5 separate regions of the Mus musculus genome follow, and all the other regions are linked to region 5. Evidence: chromatin contacts called from public Hi-C, HiChIP or PLAC-seq and promoter capture Hi-C data. All regions are on one chromosome and are shown on one strand. The core of a region is the stretch at or near the end of the contact, and the rest is flanking DNA. Distances in the headings are between cores, read along the strand shown.

Region 1 (4,745 bases), core at 512-3,011, 430 kb after region 5:
GTTAAAAAAAAAGATAATGAGTTTTCCTAGATTCTCCAAAACCGATGCACTTTATTCTTAAGAGTCTGGTCCGAAAGACTAACAAATCATACAATTTAAGACAGATAAAGCAAGACCAGTAGACAAATATATTTTGCTTCTGTGTGAAAGATAATTAAATTGTAAACTCAAGTATCACTTGCAAACAAACCCTAGGAAGCTCAAATTAGGGAAGCCCCAAAACGCAGGCAAATTAAAAAAATGACTACCATTAAAAACTCTTGATGGACAAATTGCCCCCGATGTCAAACGCCATTATAACCAATCCAGCTCCTCGGAAGGCAAAGCCTATAACTGCAGGGTTACAGTTACCGCCATAGTAACAGTGTAGCAACTAACAACTGGTTCTCCAGACCAGAGACAGAAGTGAAGTGTCTTAACAGACCTGCAGTCAATCCTTTACGACGAACTCATCTAGATTCTGTTCCTTTACCTTTCGGCTTTTTTTCTTAACTGTCATTACTTTAGTGCTTGGAATGTGCCTGTGCCGAAATTATACTACTGTTTTGAAAACACTCTTTAATTTTACATTGTAAACACCATGTATTGCAGTGAAACCGGGTCTCAGTTACCAAGTGTTTCATTTTAAGTACACTGAATCACCACTGTGCATCAGACGAACTAAGTTTAAAAACTCAGTCTAAGCTCAAGGATTCAATGCACGAAAAGTGTTTCCTTGGGGGGTGGGGGTCTAAGAAACTATACCCAACTGTATTAAAATACAGTTTAGTGTTTAAGAACCGTCATCAGTTAATTTTCTAGAACTCTGACAGGACCTGCGTGGGTACTGTGAGAACCTGTGGGTTGGGGTTTTGGACGGGAAGAGGCAAATTTTTAAAAAAAGGGGAAAAAGAAAGTTCAGAAAGCACTGGAAACTCGACCGTGGAGCTGAGGGGCACAGCGTACCTGCCAGCGGCCATAGGTGAGCAGGAACATGGCGATGGGGATGGCGGTGCCTGACATGGCATGCGTGGAGGGCATGCTGTATTCCGAGTTGTAGAAGACCTCCAGCTTGATGACAGGCGGCGAGGCCGGCCGTGGCCAGCGGATGATGTCCTTGGTGCACTGGCCCAGGTACATGACCAGCACCCAGATGATCACCAGCCTCCGGCCCACAAAGGGGTCGAGATTCCAGATCCAGAAGGGGAAGAATAAGATGTAGAAGAGCTCGTTGCCCAGTTCCGTGCCTAAGCAGAACAGGTAGTAGAGCGGCAAGTTGCTCACTTTGACCAGCTCGCCCTCCTCGCCCGTCAACGAGTTGCGGCGCTGCGAGCCCGCGCGGCGGGGCCCGGTCGGGCCCGGCTCGGCCGCCAGCCCGTTGCGCACGCCGTTCGGGGCACCGCAGCAGTCCGCCTTGGCGGGGCTGTCCTCAGCGCCCGGCTGCCGTCCCCGTCGCCGGGGTTCTCCCGGGGCTCCGCGAACCTCGGTCTCTGCATCCTCGTCCGCCGCCGGGCTGCTGAGCGGCACCTCCACCCCACACAGACGCTGGAAGCTCGCCACCCGCTGCGGCTCCTGCAGACGGCTGGCCAGCAGAGCCAGCCGCTGCCCCAGGGACATGGTCGCGGGCCACTCGGGAATTGATCCGGCCACGCGCTCCTCGCCAGCCACAGCCGCCACGGTGCCTAGCTCGACTCGCTCGAGGCTGCCGGCGACCGCGCCAACAGGCCGCAGCGGCCGCCGCGCGCGCCCTGCGCCCCGCGCGCCCCTCCCCTGGCGCGCTCACGGAGGCCCGCGCCGCGCGCGCAGCCCGGAGCTGTCGCCGAAGCCCCGCCTCCCGGTGCTCCTGGTTGCTGTGCGAAGAACAGTGCGGGTCTAGGCAGGGCTGGTGACCCAGGAGCTGCCCGCGGCTTTTATTAGCCTGGAATCAATTGGGGCGTGATGAATGGAGGCAAAGTAACCGCCGCGAAACCGGAATCGTCCGACTCACGCCATTAATTAGCAACTAATTTCAGAGCTGTCTCGGATGGTTGATGTCCGGAAAGCCACGTGCCAATTGACCAGCGGTGGCAAGATTAGAAAACCGTAGATAATCCAGGACAGAGCCTGGGTATGTGATCGCTGACACAGCTGTGGTCTGCAAAGGAAAAGCCAGTCACCTACCAAGTAAAATCTGACTGTCACTCATCACATACGTCTCTTAAGCGAATTTAGGTGTAAAATTTCCTTAATAAATTCTAGCACTTAGCAAGATTGCTCAGAACACATAGTTAGTGGGAGAATGTAGCGTGGAGAATTCTGAGGGTATTTTTTGTTTTGTCTTTTATCGTTTTCTTTTTGTGAGTTTCGGGTTTGTTTTTTTGTTTGTTTGTTTTTTTGTTTTTGTTTTTGTTTTGTTGTTGTTGTTTGTTTTGTTTTGTTTTTGTTTTTGAACCAGGGTATATCATTTAGCCGAGATTGGCCTCAGCCTTGCTATGTAGTTAAGGCTAGCCCTGAACTGTTGATCCTTCTGGTGAAGCCCCCCAAGACTCGGGGTTACTGGGGCACCATGCCAGGTTTGAACTTGGAATCTGATAGGCTGAACTAGAATCTTAACAGGATTGTCTTGCAAGTCACAAACTTGACTTTAACTTCTAGATGGATCCGATTTTATTAAAAGATTTCAAAGTTTTAATTCCAGGAAGTTATTTTCAGTCAAGGCAAACGAATGTCTATAATTAAAGACTGAACTACTTCCAAGAAAGAGGCTGGAAAATGCTCCATGCTGGTAAGCCATGAGAAATAGTTTCATTTCCCAAGAAAGATTGCTTCCCAGCTCCTCCTATTCCACTTGCTGCAGTCATAAAGAGGATTGCCTCGAGTCCCTGGCCCTGGAATTGCTGAGGTTGGAAAGGTTGAGGGAGCACAGACGAATCCCAGCGCTTGGAGGCTGACATGGGAAGATTTGGAGTTTGAGGACAGCTGGGGCTTCATAACAAGATACTGTATCAAAATAAGTAAAAGCGTTTACAGCCTAGGAAAGCAGACAAGCATGAGAAAAGGAATACTGGGCCTGAAGAATGGTATACAAAGTAACCATGGTTTGCTATGGGTGTCTCTTCTTAGCCAGCAAGCAGGAAGCTCTGAGTTTGGGCCCAGCAGAACATACACAGAGTAGTGTTATTAGTTGATGTTTCTGAATAATAAAGACCATTATTAGCATTTGGCAAAAATAATCTATAATAAAACATGCTATGCTGGCCAGAAACTTGCTGTGGAGACCAAGTCTGATTTTCAAGTACTGAGCTAACAGGTGTTTGCTACAACTGAGTATTTTGTTTGTCTTGAAACCCCAGACCACCAAATTGTAGGGTTACAGGATGGACATCACACATAATTTTTTATATGTCCCCTCCACCCCTAGGGTCTAACTATGTAACCTGGATACCCTGGAATTTAGCTATATAAACAAGACTGATCCCGAACTTGTAGCATCCTCTCGCCTCTGCCTCAGAAACACTACCCTCTATTTCTATATCCTTAGCACCCAACACAAATATTGAATAATTGAAGGAATAAAAATGAATGTATGAACTTAAAAAAAAAATCCATGCCTCCAAACTGGGTATGGTTTTGCTTGCCTGTAATTCCAGCACTTGGGAAGTTGAAGCAGGAGGGGCTAAAGTATTTTCAAAAAATAAAATGTGGGGAAAGTGGCCATTTCAAAGTTACTCTCCTTATAGAGTGGAGATAGAGTCAGGTTGAGTTTTATGGCACAGACCTTTAGCAAGGAGTGTCTGTTTTTGGTTAGTTCTTTTTTGTTTGTTTTTGTTTTGAGCCTAGTGCAAGAGCCTTGTCTAAAATAAAGGTCTTCTGTGACTTCTGTAACTTTTATTTAACATCTTACTTGTATATTCTTTTTCTGTATCTCAAACCCAGTTCTCCTAATTTCTGTCTGAATTTCTGTCACAAATCCTACTGGCTCTCTATCAGGAACAAGCACTTTTTGTAGTTACTCTTCTGACCCTGTGCCTTCCACCTCCAGTAGAGCCTTTGAACAAAGGCCACTCTTGTCATTAGGTCTTGTATACATTGTGAAAACTCTGTGCTCTGTAGCCTCTGCTGGAAGGAAAAGAAAAACACTTCCAGAAATCTGGTGAAATTTCAATGGAAATTGGGAATGTCTGTGTACTCCATTTAGAAGGAATTTAACCCCATAAATGCACACTCTGATGGCTGATAAGAGGGTTCAGAGCAGCAAGGGCCTGCCACCAAACCTGAGGACCTGAGTTCCACCTCAAGGAGGAGAGAACTGACTTCTACAGCTTTGTCCTCTAACCTATGCGAACAGATTAAATATTATTTAAATAGTTTTCATTGACAATCTTTAAATTGTTGTGATCTAAAGAATGGCAGTGGGGCTTTAAAACAGCCGGAGTTCACCAGAGAGAGGAGTAATGTGAAATCTCACTGTAAGGAGACCTAAATGTTCTGCTAAGGAATTATAAATTACATTTCTTTGTTAGAGACAGGGTTTCTCTATGTAGCCCTGGCTGTCTGGAACTTACTTTGCAATAGACCAGGTAAGCCTTGAACTCAGAGATCTGTCTGGCTCTGCCTCCCCAGTACTGGGATTAAGGGCATGTGCTACTACAACACTGGGGTAAGCATAATACTTAATTTCTAGGTGTTGGAAACAAATGTTCCTGGTGTCACACAACACACAGCGAGTGCGTGTGTGAGCACACACACACGGAAACTTAGAGGCAGGAAGTTCACTTGGTTTTGTT
Region 2 (4,754 bases), core at 1,774-4,273, 420 kb before region 5:
TGACAATAATATATTATTGGGTTTTTATAGGGTACTCTTCAACTATCATTTTGCTCTTGTTTTTAGTAGGGATTAGAATAAAAAAAATCTTTGTTTATACAAAAAAAGAAAGCATCATTTCATTCCATGTATGTTTTGAGGGAATCTCCCAGTCTCATATTATTAGAAGACTTTCTAACATCTAATGAGACTAAGAAATATTAAAATAAAGTAAGCTTTATTTTAAAATTTAAAAATGTCTCTCAAATTCCATTTAGGCCAGATGATTAGCTGTCATTTATGGTATAGTGATATCTGATAACTCATAGAAATTTACTACTAGAGCTTAACATAACTTCAAATACAGTACAAATCTTATTACTTATATCATGCCAGGTATAAATGTCATACAAGTTTAAGATGACATTGGTAAAGTTAATATCAAAAGGCCTCTTGTGTTAGCTTTTGTGAATTTGACATAGGCTAGGAAAATTAGGGAAGAGTTAACTTCAGATGAGAAAATGTCCCACAGACTTGCCTACAGGCCAATCTGATGGAGACATTTTCTAGATTAATGATTGATGGAGGAGGGTCCAGCTCACTGTGGGTGGGGCCACCAATGAGAAGTTAGTTAGACAGGAAAACCAGTCATGTGGAGCAAGCCTGTAAGCAGCACTTCTCCATGACTTCCTCTTCAGTTCCTGCATCCAGGTTCCTACCTTGAGTTATTGCTTGGCTTCCGTTAGTAATAGATGACTAACTGAAAGTTAAAGATGAAGTAAGCCCTTTCCTCCACAAGTTGCCTGATCATGGTGTTTATCACAGCAATAGAAAGCATCAAGACACAGCTCTAAACTTATTCTCTTATGGTTTTGCAATAGGAATCTTTTTAATATAGGCAACCAATTTCAAAATTCCAAAAAAAGACTCACTAATTCAAATAAATTCCATAAAATGCACATTTTATTTTGTATCATGAAAAAATATCCACATTTAAATAAAGTGTGAAAAAAAGCAAAATTAATCCTCCCTGATGAAATACAGTTTATTGTGCTAAAACCCAGGATTATTCTGGGTTAGAAACTTCCACCTGCCAATTCACTTTTGGAAACAACTATTTCTTTAGAACAAACGTCCAATAAACTGAAAACTGTGACAAACTTCCCAACTGCAATAGAATTTTAGTCACAAGTTTTCAAAATTGACCCAGAAGTCTCCAATTTTAGATGTTTACACATAAGTTCTTAGCAGTTGACTGATAGTACATACAAAATTTCTATATTACACACTGCAATGTCTTGATTTAAGTAGAAAAACATGATCAGCCTAGTGTGAACCAAATTTTGAAAACTATAGACAAGTACTGCTTAGCATATTGGTATTAAAAATATCTTCCATGAAGTCTTGACCTATTTCCTTAGTCAATGCATAAACCAAATATTCCCAGTGAATTAAACCTTAGGAAGCATTTTTAATATCCACAAATATGGTTACTGTGGCAGAGACATTTGAGAACTTGGAAAAAAACCCTGTAGCAACATCAGTCAGGAGTTTACATTGTAGGGTACAAAATGGTGTCACTGCTATACACAAAGTCAGTAGACCATAGAGTTAAAAGAAATACAGAATTCTCATTATATCATAGATATGCATAATTCAGTAGTGTTGTTGGAGTACCACACATTTCCTGAAGTCACTATTGTCTCAATAAACAACAGGAAACTACTGCTAACTGTAATTAAATTTTTACCACAACATGTAGGATTGAGATTAAAATGATTCTAACCTAGTGTCCAACTTACCCTAACCCTTGTCACTAGGGAGGGACTTTATGCATTATGACAGTGATTGTTTGAGTCAGTTTCTTAGGTGAAGTCTGTGTGGTTTCCTTTCCTCTGTGTCTAGCTTTAGCATGGAAGGCAGCTGCTCAGAAAGAAAGTCAGTAAATCCACTACAGAAAGTGAGCCAACTTAACATCATAATGTCACTGATGGAGATGCTGAACTCCCAGCCTGAAACCTTCCCTCAGGGGTCCAAAAAGCAGTCCTTGCCATTAAGTTTTCTGAAATGAAATTCATTAAATAATTGATTTTAAATAAAGTACATTTAGATTTTATTTAACGGTACATACTTGACACATATAATAAGAGACTCAGTCCCATCAAACCTCGACATAGAACTATCAAAGAATCATTCATCTAATTTGCATAGTTCACTGACTAGCTCATCAACTATGTGATCAACTGTGCTATTTTCAGGAATATTTCCATCAGTTTGGTTGGGAAAGTCTGGAACCAACTCAGATCTTTATGCAGCTTTTGATGTTGATCACTTTCCTTTACTTAGACATCTCACTATGGAACGAGGTGGCTCAATATTTTAAAGACGATTTAGCTGATAATAATGATATGCTATTTGGCAAAATCTTGCTTGCATTAATTATTAAGGGAAAATACTCAACAGTCTGGTTTATTCAAGCAGTGAGGGGTTTGGTTTTTTTGTTTGTTTGTTTGTTTGTTTGTTTTGGCCTTGTCTTTGCTGGTGCTTTATCAGCCAGTGATTCTTGCATAAATGCCAGTCCTTAGGAAACCATCTAATCAAGATGCAAGACAACTACCCAAGTAGAGACCTGGACTTGGCTAGTCCCAAGCCAATATCTAAAACTTGAACATAGGTACAAAAGTATCCTCTCATGTTAAAAAGACCCACCCAAATTAACATGTTTCCAAACTAGTTCCTAATGCTTCATTAAAATCAACACCGTGGTTACAGCAATGTAATTTCGAAATTAGCCCAAACAAAAACTGTTAAGAAGATGTCACACAAAGAGGAGTGAGCCAAGAGGCAAATACATTCTTTCCCTAACACCCTGGAGCTTTTCTGCAGTGCTCTTTGACTAAATGCCACAATTAGCACAGGTTAACAATGTGCTTCTAGCACCTTGTTCACATGAAAATGTCAAGGTCAGAAAGTGACCTAACCAGAAAGAGCTCCAGCACTCCTCGCAGGGAGACATGAAGCCTTGGGACATTCACCTTGCCCCTCTGCTTCCTGGCCTCACCCAATAAGCGTCTCTCCCTGATTGTTTTAAAAAGCCCTCTGTCAGATGGTCTAGTCCCTCCCTCATTTTTTTTAAAGCCCTCTGTCAGATGGCCTAATCAATGGGAGGAGAGGCCCTTGGTCTTGTGAAGATCATACGCTCCAGTACAGGGGAATGCTGGGGCCAGGAAGTAGGAGTGGGTGGGTTGGGGAGCAGGGCTGGAGCAGGGGGTATATGGGACTTTGGGGATAGATTTGAAATGTAAATAAAGAAAATGTCTAATAAAAAAGAAAAGAAACAAAGATTGTGTGTGTATGTGTGTGTGTGTGTGCATATGATTGCATTGAGTCTATATATTAGTCTATGTATGGCTTAAAAAAAGCCCTCTGTCTCACTTAAATCTTAAATCCCACTAGTAAAAATAAAAGCAAATTAAAAAAAAAAAAAGAACATGTATTGCTTCCTTTAACTTTAACTTACCTCTTAAATGAAAATTCACCCTGAAGACTATTAAATATACACATCTGTGGTATGTTTCGTTTGCCTCTTGCTTATGACTACACTTCCCAGTTTACCCCCATTGCTTGTCAACTGCTGGGAGAACTGAAGGGAAATTTAGCTGTTGCCTCATGGCACACTTTACCCATAACAGTTATGATAACAATCTTTGCCATTTTCTCTGGTCACATGAAAAACAAGCATTTATGTTTCAAGGTATATATATATATTAATTAATTATTTTGATTTGGGGAACTATTGAATGCACATGTCCTGAAAAATGTGGAATTCACACTGGAAGAGCCTGACCTTACGACCCTAGGAAGGTGTTTTTCTCTCTAAAGTAGAGCTGTCTGTGTTAGAGTCTCCGCCTTACGGCTTTATTGGTTATTAATCGGCTACTGCAATCCTATTTAAATTCTTATTTTATTCCTTCATAGGAGTGCTGCAGAATAAAATATGATTATTTAAGTACATTGTTTAGTACTGCGAGTGCTCAATGACTATGAAGAGAGATGAAGCACACAGGTTGGACTGTCCAAATTCTCAATGGCCTTGACCCACACAAAGCTTGCAAATAACACTAGCCTTGTATTAAGAGCAAGAGAGAGAAAAATCTTAATTTAGAGTATAGACTAGTATCTCAGGACATAGGACATGGGGTAGGTATTTTAAAAATTCTGATTTGCATACCTCTTCCTTACTCCATAGGACTCAGAATTTTAATGAGAATCCAAAACAAACCACACCTTCTACTGTCCTGTAAAGAAGCACAGAACAACCAATTCCCCCCCCCCCCAATTCCACAAACACCCCCAACCTCCTTCATTATTGAGTTTAATTGATTTTAAGTATTCTAAAGATAATTTAAAATTGTTAGCTGACTTATTCAGGGAGAAGTGCTCTCTCTCTCTCTCTCTCTCTCTCTCTCTGTGTGTGTGTGTGTGTGTGTGTGTGTGTGTGTGTGTGTGTGTGTGCGCGCGCGCGCGTGTGTGCATGAGTGCATATTTATTTGCCTTTCTGAGAGCTTTTGAGGTACAGAAGACAAAATGGTAGTGTGGGAGAGCTCTATCTTTTTTCAGGACCTCTGGTTACTACCCTTCTCAGATGGCTGAGAAGCATCCATGAAGCACAAAATACTTGAAAAATTGAAGCTATTAATCAAAATTTACACGGTCACTGCTTAACACGTTGATGCATTGAATACAATTAGGTATCACTATGCAATTAACCAATT
Region 3 (4,200 bases), core at 1,375-3,874, 360 kb after region 5:
TACATCTGTAGTAATTTGTTATAGCAGCCATCTGAATCTGAGACTAATAAACCCTTTCAAAACTTTAGTAATATTCAGCTATGATGGCTTATAATCCTAGCATTTGTGAAGCTGAGGCACTGGTTTTGAGGCCAACCTAAGGTAAATGGTGAATTCAGGACAGCCTGGGGTATTGTGCAAGAGCCTGTTTCAAAAACAACAGGGCCAGTGGGAGTGCTCATCTGACCTAAAATTGATTCCCTGGACCTACAAGGGGGAAGTAAAGAGCAAATTCCAAGTTGTCCTCTGACCTCCACAGTTGCAGTGCCATGTCTGTCTGTCTCTGTCTCTGTCTCTGTCTCTCTCTCTCTCTCTCTCTCACACACACACACACACACACACACACAATGTAATAAAATATTCAAAGACAGAAAGCTTAGCAGTGAACTGTATATATTCCAACTAATACATTTGAGCTTGAGTCCAGACTAAAGTACAATGAGACTGTGAGGTTTTCTTCTTTTCTCCACTTGATTGTCTTTTGTTTTAGAGAGACCACTGAAAATGTAGAAATGTAGGGTTTCTGTTTTGTTTGTTCTTTTAGCATAAGAGTGGGAAAGAAAAAAAAAAAAAACCATAACAACAAAAAGCTAACCCCAGCACTCGGGAGGCAGAGGCAGGTGGATTTCTGAGTTCAAGGCCACCCTGGTCTACAAAGTGAGTTCCAGGACAGCCAGGGCTATACAGAGATACCCTGTCTCAAAAAACAAAACAAAAAAACAACAAAAAGCAATGTCTTAAGCTGGATGTGAGACACTGGCCTTTAACCCCAACATGCAGGAGGCAGAGGCAGGTGGATCTGTGAGTTCAAAGCTAGCCTAAATTCTAGGTCAGCCAAAGCTACATAGGTTGAAGCCCTGCCTCAAAAACAACAAGAAAGATACACACATACACACACACAAAACACACAATGTTTTCAGTTCTATTTATAATAAATAGAAGGTGCAGTTCGGTTGATGTGAAAGCCTATAATTCCAGCACTTGAGAGAACACCAAGTTCTCTAAGTTTAAGGCTAGCCTAGTTTACAAAGTGAGCTCTAGGACCACCAGAACCTCACAGAAACCCTGACTCCAAAACCCCAAACCAACCAACCAACCCAAACCAACCAACCCTGAAAGTTGCAGAAAACAGTCAAGATTTTAAACAAAGGTGGACACGAAAGAAACCTCAACAGTCACAGGGGCTGACTTACTTTTGCCCTGTTCTATAAAATCTAAGGTAAAAAGACGAGCTAGACACTTCTCACTTCTGCTCTCTAGATAGTACTGTCCTGACCCCAAGATAGGCGGGTAAGTAGTCAACACAGAGGTATCTCACACTTACATTGTTAACTAGGCTGCATGATTTTGTGGTCTTTAAACAAGAAGCAGAAACAGGTATGGTTGATACCAATAACATAGACTATAAGTCCACATCTTCACTGAATTATCACAACACTGAGAAGCAATTTGGCACGGACCATGCACTTTTTAACAACCTGATGATTGCAAAGCAAAGTTAGGAAGTAGACCTTTAGACTGATGCCTTCCTACCAGTTCATCTTACTTGGATAATAACCAATTAACTGGTTTCCTGGTACACTGTTTAGGATTTTAAAATAATTTCTTTTTTCTTTCCTTTTCTTTTTTTGTTTTTTCAAGACAGGGTTTCTCTGTGTAGCCCTGGCTGTTCTGGAACTCACTCTGTAGACCAGGCTGGCCTCGAACTCAGAAATCCGCCTGCCTCTGCCTCCCAAGTGCTGGGATCAAAGGCGTGTGCCACCACTGCCCGGCTTTAAAACAATTTCAAGTTAGGAAAGAAAACAGGAGCGTTTTACTAGTTGTACTATCTTTAATTTTACATTTGTGGAAGCTGAATTCCCTCAATTTAAGTTGTCAGAGTTAGCCTAAATGAGACATTTCACAAAAATAAGATGCTGCCAGCACTGCCTCTTGGGTGGTTTTCGTTGTGAATTAGGTTTGTGTGTGTGTGTGTGTGTGTGCATGACAAAGTTTTCCCAAGAAGCACTGGTTAGCTGGAAACTCAAAGAGATCCTCTTGCCTCTACCTCCCTCCCAGTCAGTACTGGGATCCCCGGTGTGCTTCACCACACCCGACCAGCACCTAGCTCGGTGGACAGCTGTGTGGCCTAGATGACACCACACACGTAAGGAACTTAGCCTAGTAGCCTGCATCACAGCACATACTGTACGACTTGGCTCCGCGTACCAAATGAAAAAATCTGCTTTTTGATGTGGAAAAAGGCCGGAGCCAGGAGGTGGGTGTGGGATGAGTGAGAGGAAGGGCAGGCAAGAGCGAGCAGGGACCTACCCACCCTTCCTCGAAACTGAAGCAGAGACCTTCGGGTGGCATGGACCCCACATCCTGGCATACAGAGACCCACGCGGTCCCTGCGCATGCACGTGCTCCCTCTCACACCACCCGCTCCCCTTCTGCGCTCCCCGCCCAGGGCTCTCCACGCGCGTGCCACCCAGTGGCCGCCGGTCGAGAGAGCTGCCCGCCCTGCCCAGCAGAAAGTACCTCCGCAGCAAACCCCACACTGGAGCTGGAGAAAACGCACGCTCTGCCCACGGCCGGCTGGAACTCCGCCCTCCGGCTCTGATTGGGTAAAAATATAGAGGAAGCTGAAGCGGATTGGTCCATAGCACAGAGGCCGGACCATAACCAGCGGGCTCTTCTGAAGCGGGAGCCGCGCGCCTTTGCTTGCTACCTTCCGATTGGACGAGGGCAGAAGGTCTGCGCATGCGTAACTCGGTCTACGGACCACGCCATACAACACCTCCCTCTAGGTCAGGTTAACGGAAGTCCCTGGGACCCAGCTTCCTGGACGTGTGGCCAATAAAAGGCAAGATCGTCACCGATTCCGCCTTTTCATGCGGATGTGGCTTTGCAGTTTCTTCCAGCACTTCTTCCGCTTCCTCGGACTCGGGTGTAAAGTTATTTCGCGGACCAGAGGAGTGGGGCTGAGGCAGGATTTCGTGGATCTGAAATAACCACACGTGATCACAAAGCCTAGCTATACAGGCGGGTTTGAACGAGCAGTATCCGGCCTTCACTCCAGCATGGCTATGACTCAAGGTTGACAGGAGCGCAATTACAAAATCTGGAGGTAGTTTTGCCTCGGCCCCAGGTAACTCTGGGAATTGAAGTCCATAATGGTCAGGTCCTGTCTCATCTGTCCTATTTTGATGTTGCTTTTAAACTTTAGTTTGATACAGGGCTGATGTTCCAACTGTAGTGGAGACATGACATCTGGCCCTACCAATAGGGGAATGAGCTCTGTCCTTGAACACCAAGAAGCCCTGAATCTAGTTTAGGTGGACTCTACCCTCTTTTCATTATAGATGAATACCTGTGGTATAACAACCATGAGACCGCGTTTTCCAGTGTAAACAATTCAGAAAATACGTACTTGGTTAAGCGATAATGCAAACAAGCCAGATTGTCCCTGGAAATACATTCGGCTGGGACTCGTGAAATTAACGTGCTGTGTATACCCACAGGAATCTGAATAAGGGGAACTAACTAGGGGATATATCTTGGTGCTGTTAAAAGGTATCCTTCCCCTGGAAATCCCCCCAAGGTGAGTTTAGGTTGGTCCCATTTACAGCTAGTAGAGTTGGAGATAGAGATTATTGTTTGATTAGTTGCAGTTTCTAATTAATATCGGTCTTGGTGTCATGGCATAGCCAGGAGTCCTGACCTACAGTGGGTTAAGAATGGTTAGGGAACTGACATACTCTTTTCATATCCTGAACACTGAGATGCTGGCTTCCACTGCCTTCTGGACCTTTATCTATGAAGTTACTAAAGGGAATTCCTGGGGGAAATTGGAGTTGGGAGCTTGCCATCCTAGGGGGCTTGTAACCTGACCCCCCGGGGTTTTGGTCTTTGCCATGCCCTGATCTTTATATCACAGGTAGTGATGGTTCTTATTTTAGGACTATGAAGGGATCCGTGTAACCCGGAGAGGACTCAGTTTTGCTATCCAACCAAGAACAATGGCTTTCGGGGAAGGGGCATCAACTGCAGCCATAGTGCTGGACCCAGGGATGCGCTTCTCCCCAGGAGCAAGTGAGCCATGCCCCAGTAGTCTCTGGTTGTAGCACTTTACAGAAATCTACCTGGAAGGTAGTTTGGGTTTCAGTGGATAGATTGGTT
Region 4 (4,763 bases), core at 492-2,991, 290 kb after region 5:
TCCTTCACCAAACTAAACAGACGCCAGTACCATTCAGGTGCTACTGAGGCTCCATGCAAGATTAATGGCAGACAAGATCGACAGAATGCATATGATGCAGTGCTCAGGCTCAGTTCCTCAAGTGTCATACCGACACCTAAGACAAATGCTTTTTTTTAACTTCCACAAAGAGTAAGATAGCTGCCTTCCCAATGTGTTATGATTAAACAGTCATCTGCATTACCTGGATTCAACTAAAATAGCATAGACTTTGGAGAGGGGAGGACAATATTAAGGTTAATTTGGGATTTTGAGGACTTCGTGATTCTTTCATTAGAAAGTTATTTTCTTTTAACTCTAATTTGGCTTGAAATATAATGTGACATATAAAAAACGGAATAATAAATTATAAATACTATCGAAAATGTCAGACCTCAGCAAGAAGTTCCACATCGCACTGGTATGCTGTAAATTTAGGGACGAATATTACAATTTCATCTGGGAATTATTTAGATTTCACTCTAACCCTAGCAACACAGATTTCTGTAAGCCTCGTTCCCCCCATCCCTCATTCTGTCTCTATTTCTCTTCTCTCATCTCTAACGATGATCTATAGGCAGCTTTCTTTTTCATCATTTGCCTCTTATGCGCGCAGCTCTGAATAAAATGTCAAGGATCTCAACTCAAAGCATTGCAGAAATGATGGTAACAGCGGGGTCCCTGCAAAGCCCAGGGAAACAGGTTTCACCTGGGCCACTGCACCCAAAGCGTTAGCATTCTCTAAAGAGCACACTACTGGGGCTTTTCCAAGGGGGAGGTATGAAAACAGGGAAGTGGCCTGTTTGTCTGCAGGTATGTTCACATAAACCCCAAGCCCTGGAGAAGCTGCGCGGCCACGGAATCTTCCTCCCTGCTCCCCCGCCCCCGCCGGGGGGGGGGCAAGAAAACGCCTCAAAAGAGGGAGGAAAAGGAGCCGGCGAGGCCGAGGAGAAGAGAGGTGCTGGCCTCCAAAGCCTCTGCAGGTAGATCAGACAAGTGGGCCGGGCGCTTGCTCCCGCTCCCCCCACCCCGCCGCACCCCTCAGCTGCCTGGGCCCGGCCTTCCCGAGCCCGCCGCTCCGCGGGTTCCCCGGGAGGCAAGCCGCGGGACCCGAAGCTGAAGTTACCTTGAAGCTCCTGGGAAAGAATCGGAAGATGATCTGTGGCTGCGCGGAGTGGGCTGCGAGCTAGGGGCCGCGGCGGGGGCGGGCGACGGCCCGGGACGCACGGGGGGAGGTCCAGGCAGCGGCGGAGAGCCCCGGGCTACTACGGCCGTCCGGGGCGACGTCCCTCCGGTTCCGCGGTAGCGGCAGTGTTTCTAGGCCTCTCGGCTGGCCCCTAACCTCAGCGCTCCGGCAGTGGCAGCGGCGGCCTCACGAGCCTCCCCCGCGGGCCCGTCCCATCAAATCGGCACCGACCCGGTTGCGGCGCGGCCGGTGGCTCTTCGTTCACATTCCCGGCGGGCGGCGCCTCTGCTCGTTGCACCGGACCCGGCGGCGGTGGTGGCGGCGGCGGCGGCGGCGGCGACGCGGGGAGGGGGAGGAGGGAGGAAGCCTGGATTTGCAGCGGCAGCAAGCGCGGGAGTCGGGAGGAAGAGTTGGAGCCGCCTGAGCCGCCGCTGCCAGAGCCGCCGTTCGCTACCCGCGCAGGGTCCCCGTCAATGCCCCTTTCTCTCTCCTATTGTCAATATCACCGGGCGGCTGAGTCCATGGCACAGGCGCAACCGAACCTCCTGGCTAGCAGAGCCCGCCTCCGACGCCCGCCCACTGGAGACTTCAAACGGGAAGCGAGACTTCATTGGCCGGCGCGCGCCTTCACTCCCAGGCCAGCACGTTCGGCTGAGAGCTGGTCGGGGATTGGCGGCGCGGGGGGGCGGGGAAACAGGAGGGTGTGAAGGGACGGGGCCCTCGATTGGGCGAGGCGCGGGGGACCCGGATGCTACCGTGAGCTCGGGCGACCGGGCCGCCGTTTCCGCCAGGGCGCCTGAAGTGGGGGTACTGCGGCGTCTGCTAGGCCTGAGGAGAGCTCGGCGGGCGCGCCCGAGACTGGAGCTTCCGCCAGGCGGAACCCTGTGGACCGCGAGCGTCTTCACCCGGGTATCCGAAGGCCACAGGGCGGCCGTCCTGGTGCCTCACGGTTCAGCCCGCAAGCCCCACTCCGCACGGAACCCACGGCCCCCTGAGCCCTGTGTAAACGCGGCCATGGAAGCCGGCAGAAAAATACCCCAGTGGCTGTCCTTCGCTCAACTCGTGGGAGGCCTGGCCACCGGTTGGACTCTCACCTGGTCCCCCCAAAAGCCAGTTCTGAATATCAGCTCTCTGATGCCCCTGCCAGGCTCGGCGGGGGCCCGCGCTCCGGGAGTTAATGCAGATGGCAACTCTGCAGTCTCCCATTCAGAATACCCGCATTCGCCCTTTCAGGACTCCGAAATACCCAGCCCCCAACTCGACAGATTTTAATTGATAGTTTGAGTCTGAGTTTAAACAGAAGACTTACCTCTATCTAGAACGAGGACGAAAATACATACATGTTTTTGCATCATTGGTGAACCCTAGGCCAAATGGTACGTTTCCAAAGAATATTCTTAGACCATCAATCAATTTGAATGCAGGCTACGTACAATAGTTAAAAGAAGAAAAAAATACTAACTACAAAGATCAAACTACCAGCTGCTCAAAATTTGGAAATCTGGGAGGGGAAATACAGGAGAAATAATATTATAATCCATAAACCCAAAATAACCAGTCATTTTGATGTAGTTTTAGTATTATATTTCATATATGTATATACACACAAGTATATATATATATATGTATATATATATGTATGTATACATACATACACACATGTATGTATATTCTTTTTCAAACTCAAAATGCTTCATCCTGTAGCCGAGTTTTTCCTCTCAGTATCATGTCATGTTCTGTACAGTTAAGGAATATACATTTATAAAGCTCTCTGTATCATACCCACAAGTGCTAACCATGCGTTTGCGTTTCTGGTTTGTTGCAAATTTCTATCCTGTTGGGTAGAAAAATAATTCTGTACTATGAAAGAGAATGTTACTGCCCTGAACTGAAATGGGAAAGATGGCTTATACGAAAGCAGACCCCAGAAGACTGGCTGCTGACTGACTGACTGAGTGGCCATTTTTACCCTAATAAAGTTCATTGCCCCATGCTGCAGAATTATATGGAATTCCAGTCTGGTTCCTGGCTTCAAGTAACTTATATTTCCATACTTCAGTCTTTAGAAATGTTTAATATCCTAGCCAAGCAGAGCATGTTTCTTCAACGTCTGATTGGTAAATGCAAAATTAAAACCAAGAAAGATTTTGAAGCCAACTCAATTTCCCTTGGCAACAGTTGAACCGTTAAAAAGTAGTGCACGTTTGAAATGCTCACAGCTGTTGCTTAGAACATTTCACATTTTGTAGAGTGAGGATTTTGCTTGCAAATTATGGATGGCTATAAAGACAATTCATTTCAAAGTCATTTCATTTTCTATAAAATAGCTGAGCAACTGAGATGAGGAGGTCTTTTTTAATATGGGAACATCCTTGCCTGTGTGAGGTTTGTTCTCGGGGCCAAGAATCTCATAAGATCTACAGAGCCCAGGGAAAGTGGGGTGTTCTCCAAGGAGAGTGCAAAGCAATCCACTTGCAACACACAAGAAAAAAATGAGGGCATCTATGTTTAAGTTTAAGATGAGGTATTAAACTCAGTATTCTAAATACAGAAGGAATGGCCCATTGGCTAGAGCAGTATAGATGTCCTTAGGGGGAAGCAGGAAGCGTCCACCCGCAGAGGAGAGCAGAGCGGGTCTCTGCTACTTGTGACATCCTGTGTTTGCTGGGCTCCATGAGTGCATTCTTTAGGTTTAATTAAACTAAACCTACAAAGCAGACAAATGACCTTACAGAAGTCTCACAAGGGAACAAGAGAAAGAGCAAATACTAGAAATAACTTTTATAAAATCTTTGACAGCCCTCCTTCAGAGTTAAAGTGACAATCTAATAAGTCCAACCATACTTTCACTTAAGTAGAAAAATCGCCAAAACAGTTTGAAATGGACCTTCATGTCCACCATCACCACGGTGAACAAATGCTGTGGCCGAGTGGTGAGGCGACGAAGCCGATGTGTGCCTATTTTATGAACAAATATACACATATTTAGAATATTATGCTCTCAAAAAACGCACGGATGGAGATGCATGAACCTTTGTTCATTTGGTGACTGCTATCCTAGATATAAAAGAAAGATGTTAAAGCCATGGGGAGGCCATTATCGAGTGACAAAATTCAGTTCATTGTTATCACATGAAAGCATCCACTATCCAGGTCTCAAAGCTGAGCTTATGGGGAATCTGCTGGCAACCTGACCACATGATTAGAAGACACAGGGTATGGAGTGGTAGCTACGTAGTGACAAACTGAAGCATCGTAGAACTGACTATCCCTTAGACACATCTTCAGAAGTAAATTAGTCTCGTTTGCTGGGGGGGGTGGGAGGCAGGAGTCCGTGAAGCTGGTTATGGACTGAGGTAAGAAGACTGGGAAAGCTGTGGCAACAGCTGCTTAGGACAACAGAGTCAGGTGTAATCCACCCAGCTAATGTACCCAAGGAACTGATGTCATGTTTCTTTGCATTGCATTTATCCTCTAGGAAACACCCTTAGCAGTGACATTTTCTTGAATCATAATTTTAGTACTGCAATTACATTTTCAGATATGCTTCAAAGGTCAT
Region 5 (4,162 bases), core at 1,181-3,680:
CTATAATTGTTACATTTTTGTTAAATGGTGATAAAACAACTTTATAGTGAGAAATACAGCCAACATTCTCCAGAGCTATAAGCCATTTGCCTTCCATATGTCTTCCAGCCTGGCATAAGTACCACTCCACAGATGAAGAGACACAGAACTAGCTTCTTGAAGTGTCTTAAAGGTCGCAGTACAAAGTCCGCATGACCATAAGAATGGACTTAACTGTCTGTGCCCCATGGTGCAAGATTTAGTTACACATGGAAATAGCAACCTCACCAAAAGCCTCTATAGCCGATATCTATAGTGTGCAGGTGTAGGTTCTGCCACTCTCAGCCTAAAGGCCAAGGAAGACCCTGCTCACAGCTCTGCCAACCACTGTATCATCACATTGTGCTCGGAAGATCCTGTTCACTTCCAAGCAGCAGGTTTGGGGGTCTTTTAAGTTTGGGGGAGAAGGGATGTTTGCACTGCCAATCAATCACCTTTTAACCTGCACAGGTTTGTGTGACTACCTCCTTCATCCTCAAAGCCTTCTATCAAAAGTATAACAGAAGTTTCTAAATTACAATTCCCTGCATACCCTGCGGTCCCCAGAAAGACTAACTGGAAATAAAATTACACCAACTACAGGCAACTGTGGGGGCCTTCACGTGCTTCACAACGGGGCTTCATATGATCCATTTACACTCCAAGTAGAGTCAAATAAGTGATCTCTGTCTGTCATTCAAGCTGTTCATCAGTGTGTGGTACTTCCCTCCCAGCTCAGGGTAGGATGATGCTTCTGACCCTTCAGTTGAGCCCCTATAAGCGTGCAACTTGTTCTGGCCAGGGAATGTTAGCAGAGGGTCACTTCCTAAAGAAAACAGAGCCAGAGTTTCTCCATGTCCATTTCCTCACCTGCCATGGTGTGCATGACAGTTCAATCAGCCCCAACCCTGAATAAAAAGAACAATGCTGTATACAAGATACACAGGAGGGGGGGAGGGGGAGGGGGAGGAGAAAAAGGAGGGAGGAGAAAAGGGAAGAGGAAGAGGAAAAGGAGGTGGAGGAGAAGGAAACGGAGGGTGCAGAGGAGAAGGAGGGGAGGAGAAGGGGAGGAGAAAAAGGAGGAGGAAAGGAAGGAAGGAGGAAAAGAAGAGGGAAGAGGAAAAGGAGGAGGAAGAAGAAGAAAGAAAGAGAGAGAGAGAGAGAGAGAGAAAGAAAGAAAGAAAGAACGAAAGGAAGGAAGGAAGGAAGGAAGGAAGGAAGGAAGGAAGGAAGGAAGGAAGGAAGAAAGAGAAAGTTATTTCGAATTCTGAACTTTGGGGATTATTGTTATGGTAACATAACATCCCTGATACACTCTATACCTAATTGAAATGTTTTTCTTTCATAGGAAAGAAATGTTGGGGCACCAAGCATCATGGCAAGTTTTACTCTATTCAAAACAGAAGAGGTGTGGACTCTGTACCTTGACAGCATGCACATGAGTTGTAGGTACCTAAGTTACTGACAGTCACTAAAGCTGACTTTTCCCCGTCCCGGCCACAGTGAAACCGCTCAAAGCCCTTAGATAATCTGCAATCTTCAAAATCTCATAGGAAAGCAAAGGGTTTTTTTTACTTTAACCCATTCGTCAAAATCATTTGTAGGTTCACGTTGTCCATTATCAAATGGGGCTTCGTTCTCAGGCACCAAACTGGCTGCTATGCGCCTGTGTCATTGAGGAGAGCTGGGCCTACCCAGGGGGAGATGATTCGAAGAAAAGGAGAAGCCTCTATGCATACACAGCATTAGAGACTCTAACCAAGCCAAAAGGCCACACTATGTGCCTCTCTCTCTCACTTCCAAAAGTGTGAGTCCTGAGCTCAGCATATCTGATTGAGCCCAATATCTGATTGATTTCCTCTGTTTAAAAAAAAATCATTGGGGTTGTTTTGGGGAGTCTGAAATGTATATTTGAGCATTGTGCTCAAACACAGACTTGTAAACTTGGTCACTCATAATATACCTACAACCTGCACAACGTTCCCCCCTCTTCAAAATCGTGTGACTCTGGAAGATTTCCTTCCTTGTTGCGGAAAAGAATTGCTTGAGATTCTCGTTTAAGGGAAAAAAAAACTGTCGATTTGAACTGGTGAGTCAGGGAGGGAGGATGACGTCATATGTTAGCCTGCAATCCCTATGAGGTCCTCTCAGCTCCCTCAAGCTCTCAAACTCAGTCCTCTCCCTAGTTTCCGCGGCAGACACTGCTCCCCGGGTTCCATCCTTTCTTCTTTGGCTTCTTCCCAGCCACAAGCCAGCAGCCTGGCTAGCTAGCAGGGGATAAAGCAGGAAGTTTGACAGCTTAAGCTGGCTGCAGGACCCCTAGTGTTTTCCCCTCTCCGTGTCCTGGCCTGGTTCCCCAGAAGTCCAAACACACGCACAGAGCCCCATTGTTGCCGCCTTCCCCGGCCCACTGATCCTAATATGGAATGCAGCAGGAAACCCACGATTTCCTGACACTCGGCAAGCTGGAGGAAGCGAGGGGGGGGAAACTCCGTTTAAAAGCCCTTCTCTCCTCCATATTAGTTGTGTGGTGGAAAACCGGGCAGGAGTTATCCAAATCCCACCGTGTCATTAGCCAGGCTGGGGATGGGGAGGGTAGAGTGAGATTCTCACGGGCTGCTGATATTTCTAGACTGCCAGGAAGTCCCGGGAAGTCTATGGACATGAGAGTTTCTTAACTCCAGCTCTACCCCCAACTCCACTTCTCCGTTGGGATTGGGAGAAAGGGACAGACCCTTTTCATCCCTCCTCCCAAGAGTGCCTTCCTTCTCCAGCATGGTGAGCTGCGGGGCTCGAGTGTGTCTGGGCTGTGCCTGGGAGAGCCCGGCCAGCCAGAGTCAGGCCGCCTGAGCTCCAGCCTGGGGCCGGTGCCACCGCTCCATGCACTGCAGAAGCCCCAGCAGCTGCTGCGGGAGCCGCCAACATGAGCTGCAGAGAGAGGACCGACAGCAGCTGCGGCTGCAATGGACATGAGGAGAACAGGATCCTGAAGTGCGTGGTGGTCGGGGACGGCGCGGTGGGGAAGACCTGCTTGCTGATGAGCTACGCCAACGACGCCTTCCCAGAGGAATACGTGCCCACTGTGTTTGACCACTACGCAGGTAGGAAAGCGTGGGGACCAACTCCGTCTAGATGAGCGGTGGGGTTCTGGGCACAGCTACCTAGCGTTCAGAGGGACCTGGCTTTCGCCAGAAAGTCACAGACTGATGTGGATCTGGCAGGTACCAGGTAACTCCATCAAGAATGGTGCTAGGATCCTGCGGAGACCCTGTACATCCATTCACATGCTTCTCCTATTGAAACAAATGTGCAATCCTGGGGAAATATCCTCCAGAAATGTTTCTCAACATTTTTGCCTAAACTTTCTTCAACTTTTCACGGTAATTATTTTTTTTTGAAGTGTAGTGTATTGCAAAATATTCCATTTTAAAAAAATCACCGCTAGACACATGGAAAGTGTTCTACTCTCTAAACTTTTTCTACTCCATGCTAGTCATGATCAAACGGCTAATAGAACCAGCTAATAAAACCTTCTTTTTTTTTTTTCCTGGATTACTTGGGGCTTAAATTTTGTACTTTCACTCTTCTGGGATGGTAGATAAGGAGAAAAGTGTCCCACGCTTTTAAATACTAAGTGGAAAATTAAGTAAAAGATGGCTATGTTTTTTAAAGTAAAAAATTCAAATGCAATTAAATCGTTTTCAACTATGTCCTGAAAAGACAAATTTGAGTATCTAGTATTTTAAACCGTGATCACCCCGATGCTGTAGTCACAACTTAATCCTTTCAGGGGAGTTTTAGTGTTTGAGGGTTTGAAGGTTTGTGGTGATGTCAGTCAGCATCATGCCTTGTTTCTTGACATAGCTGCCACCCCTAAGCTTCCCCTATGTGAACTGACCCGTTGCCTTGGACTTACTGTGGCCTCAGTTTTATAGTGCTTTTGAACACTTCGATCGATTGCCCTTGAGTTATCAGAGCTCTGGGGTCTGGTGGAAGGGAAATGTCTCTCTCTTCACCTTGGCTTGGGATCAGGATCAGCCTAAAGGAAGCCCTCACAGGAAGTCAGCCTGGAGCTCTGCTGTGTGGCCATTTGAAATCCTCCCTCCATAGGAAGCAGACGCTTGTCATCCTCTCTGGAGGGCTC

What was found. Promoter capture Hi-C pulls out the DNA fragments that hold promoters and counts their contacts. A called contact is a pair of places that touch in the nucleus more often than the background predicts. HiChIP or PLAC-seq counts read pairs in DNA pulled down with a chosen protein or histone mark.
Region 1: a contact with region 5 is called in an H3K27ac HiChIP or PLAC-seq map of large pre-B cells, with 2.3 times the contacts expected there. The contact joins the promoter of Sgpp1 here to the promoter of Rhoj in region 5. A contact is called at or near these places in 1 of 39 promoter capture datasets (cranial neural crest) and 1 of 115 datasets of contacts at active chromatin or transcription factors (large pre-B cells).
Region 2: a contact with region 5 is called in a promoter capture Hi-C map of embryonic stem cells, with 2.1 times the contacts expected there. The contact joins the enhancer-like site here to the promoter of Rhoj in region 5. A contact is called at or near these places in 2 of 39 promoter capture datasets (embryonic stem cells and hippocampal neurons) and 3 of 115 datasets of contacts at active chromatin or transcription factors (Th17 cells, embryonic hindbrain and embryonic stem cells).
Region 3: a contact with region 5 is called in a Hi-C map of muscle stem cells, with 2.1 times the contacts expected there. The contact joins the promoter of Wdr89 here to the promoter of Rhoj in region 5. A contact is called at or near these places in 1 of 15 datasets of contacts at CTCF or cohesin (the NIH/3T3 cell line), 2 of 484 Hi-C or Micro-C datasets (muscle stem cells and neural progenitor cells), 3 of 115 datasets of contacts at active chromatin or transcription factors (T-cell acute lymphoblastic leukemia, bone marrow-derived macrophages and embryonic stem cells) and 1 of 9 other capture datasets (adipose tissue).
Region 4: a contact with region 5 is called in a Hi-C map of uterus. The contact joins the promoter of Ppp2r5e here to the promoter of Rhoj in region 5. A contact is called at or near these places in 1 of 484 Hi-C or Micro-C datasets (uterus), 3 of 115 datasets of contacts at active chromatin or transcription factors (the 230-238 cell line, bone marrow-derived macrophages and embryonic stem cells) and 1 of 9 other capture datasets (adipose tissue).

What each region holds. Positions count from the first base shown.
Region 1 is chr12:75,733,968-75,738,712 of GRCm38.p6, forward strand. Sgpp1 (sphingosine-1-phosphate phosphatase 1) reads right to left here and starts at 1,762. Exons shown (of 3, transcript NM_030750.3): 1 at 946-1,762. The coding sequence starts at 1,596.
Region 2 is chr12:74,886,593-74,891,346 of GRCm38.p6, forward strand. No RefSeq gene overlaps it. Among named protein-coding and RNA genes, the nearest start is that of Gm39473, 64 kb to the left of the region's middle. Within about 2 kb of position 3,024, at least 6 of the 459 cell types and tissues checked have an H3K27ac peak or open chromatin away from gene starts, as enhancers often do. A contact at or near this core is called in Th17 cells and embryonic stem cells, where this site is marked.
Region 3 is chr12:75,666,913-75,671,112 of GRCm38.p6, forward strand. It overlaps Wdr89 (WD repeat domain 89), which reads right to left and starts at 2,625. Exons shown (of 2, transcript NM_028203.1): 1 at 2,560-2,625. It overlaps Gm34717 (a long non-coding RNA gene), which reads left to right and starts at 2,813. Exons shown (of 3, transcript XR_381697.2): 1 at 2,813-3,169.
Region 4 is chr12:75,594,491-75,599,253 of GRCm38.p6, forward strand. It overlaps Ppp2r5e (protein phosphatase 2, regulatory subunit B', epsilon), which reads right to left and starts at 1,742. Exons shown (of 14, transcript NM_012024.3): 1 at 1,145-1,742.
Region 5 is chr12:75,305,883-75,310,044 of GRCm38.p6, forward strand. Rhoj (ras homolog family member J) reads left to right here and starts at 2,431. Exons shown (of 5, transcript NM_023275.2): 1 at 2,431-3,119. The coding sequence starts at 2,942.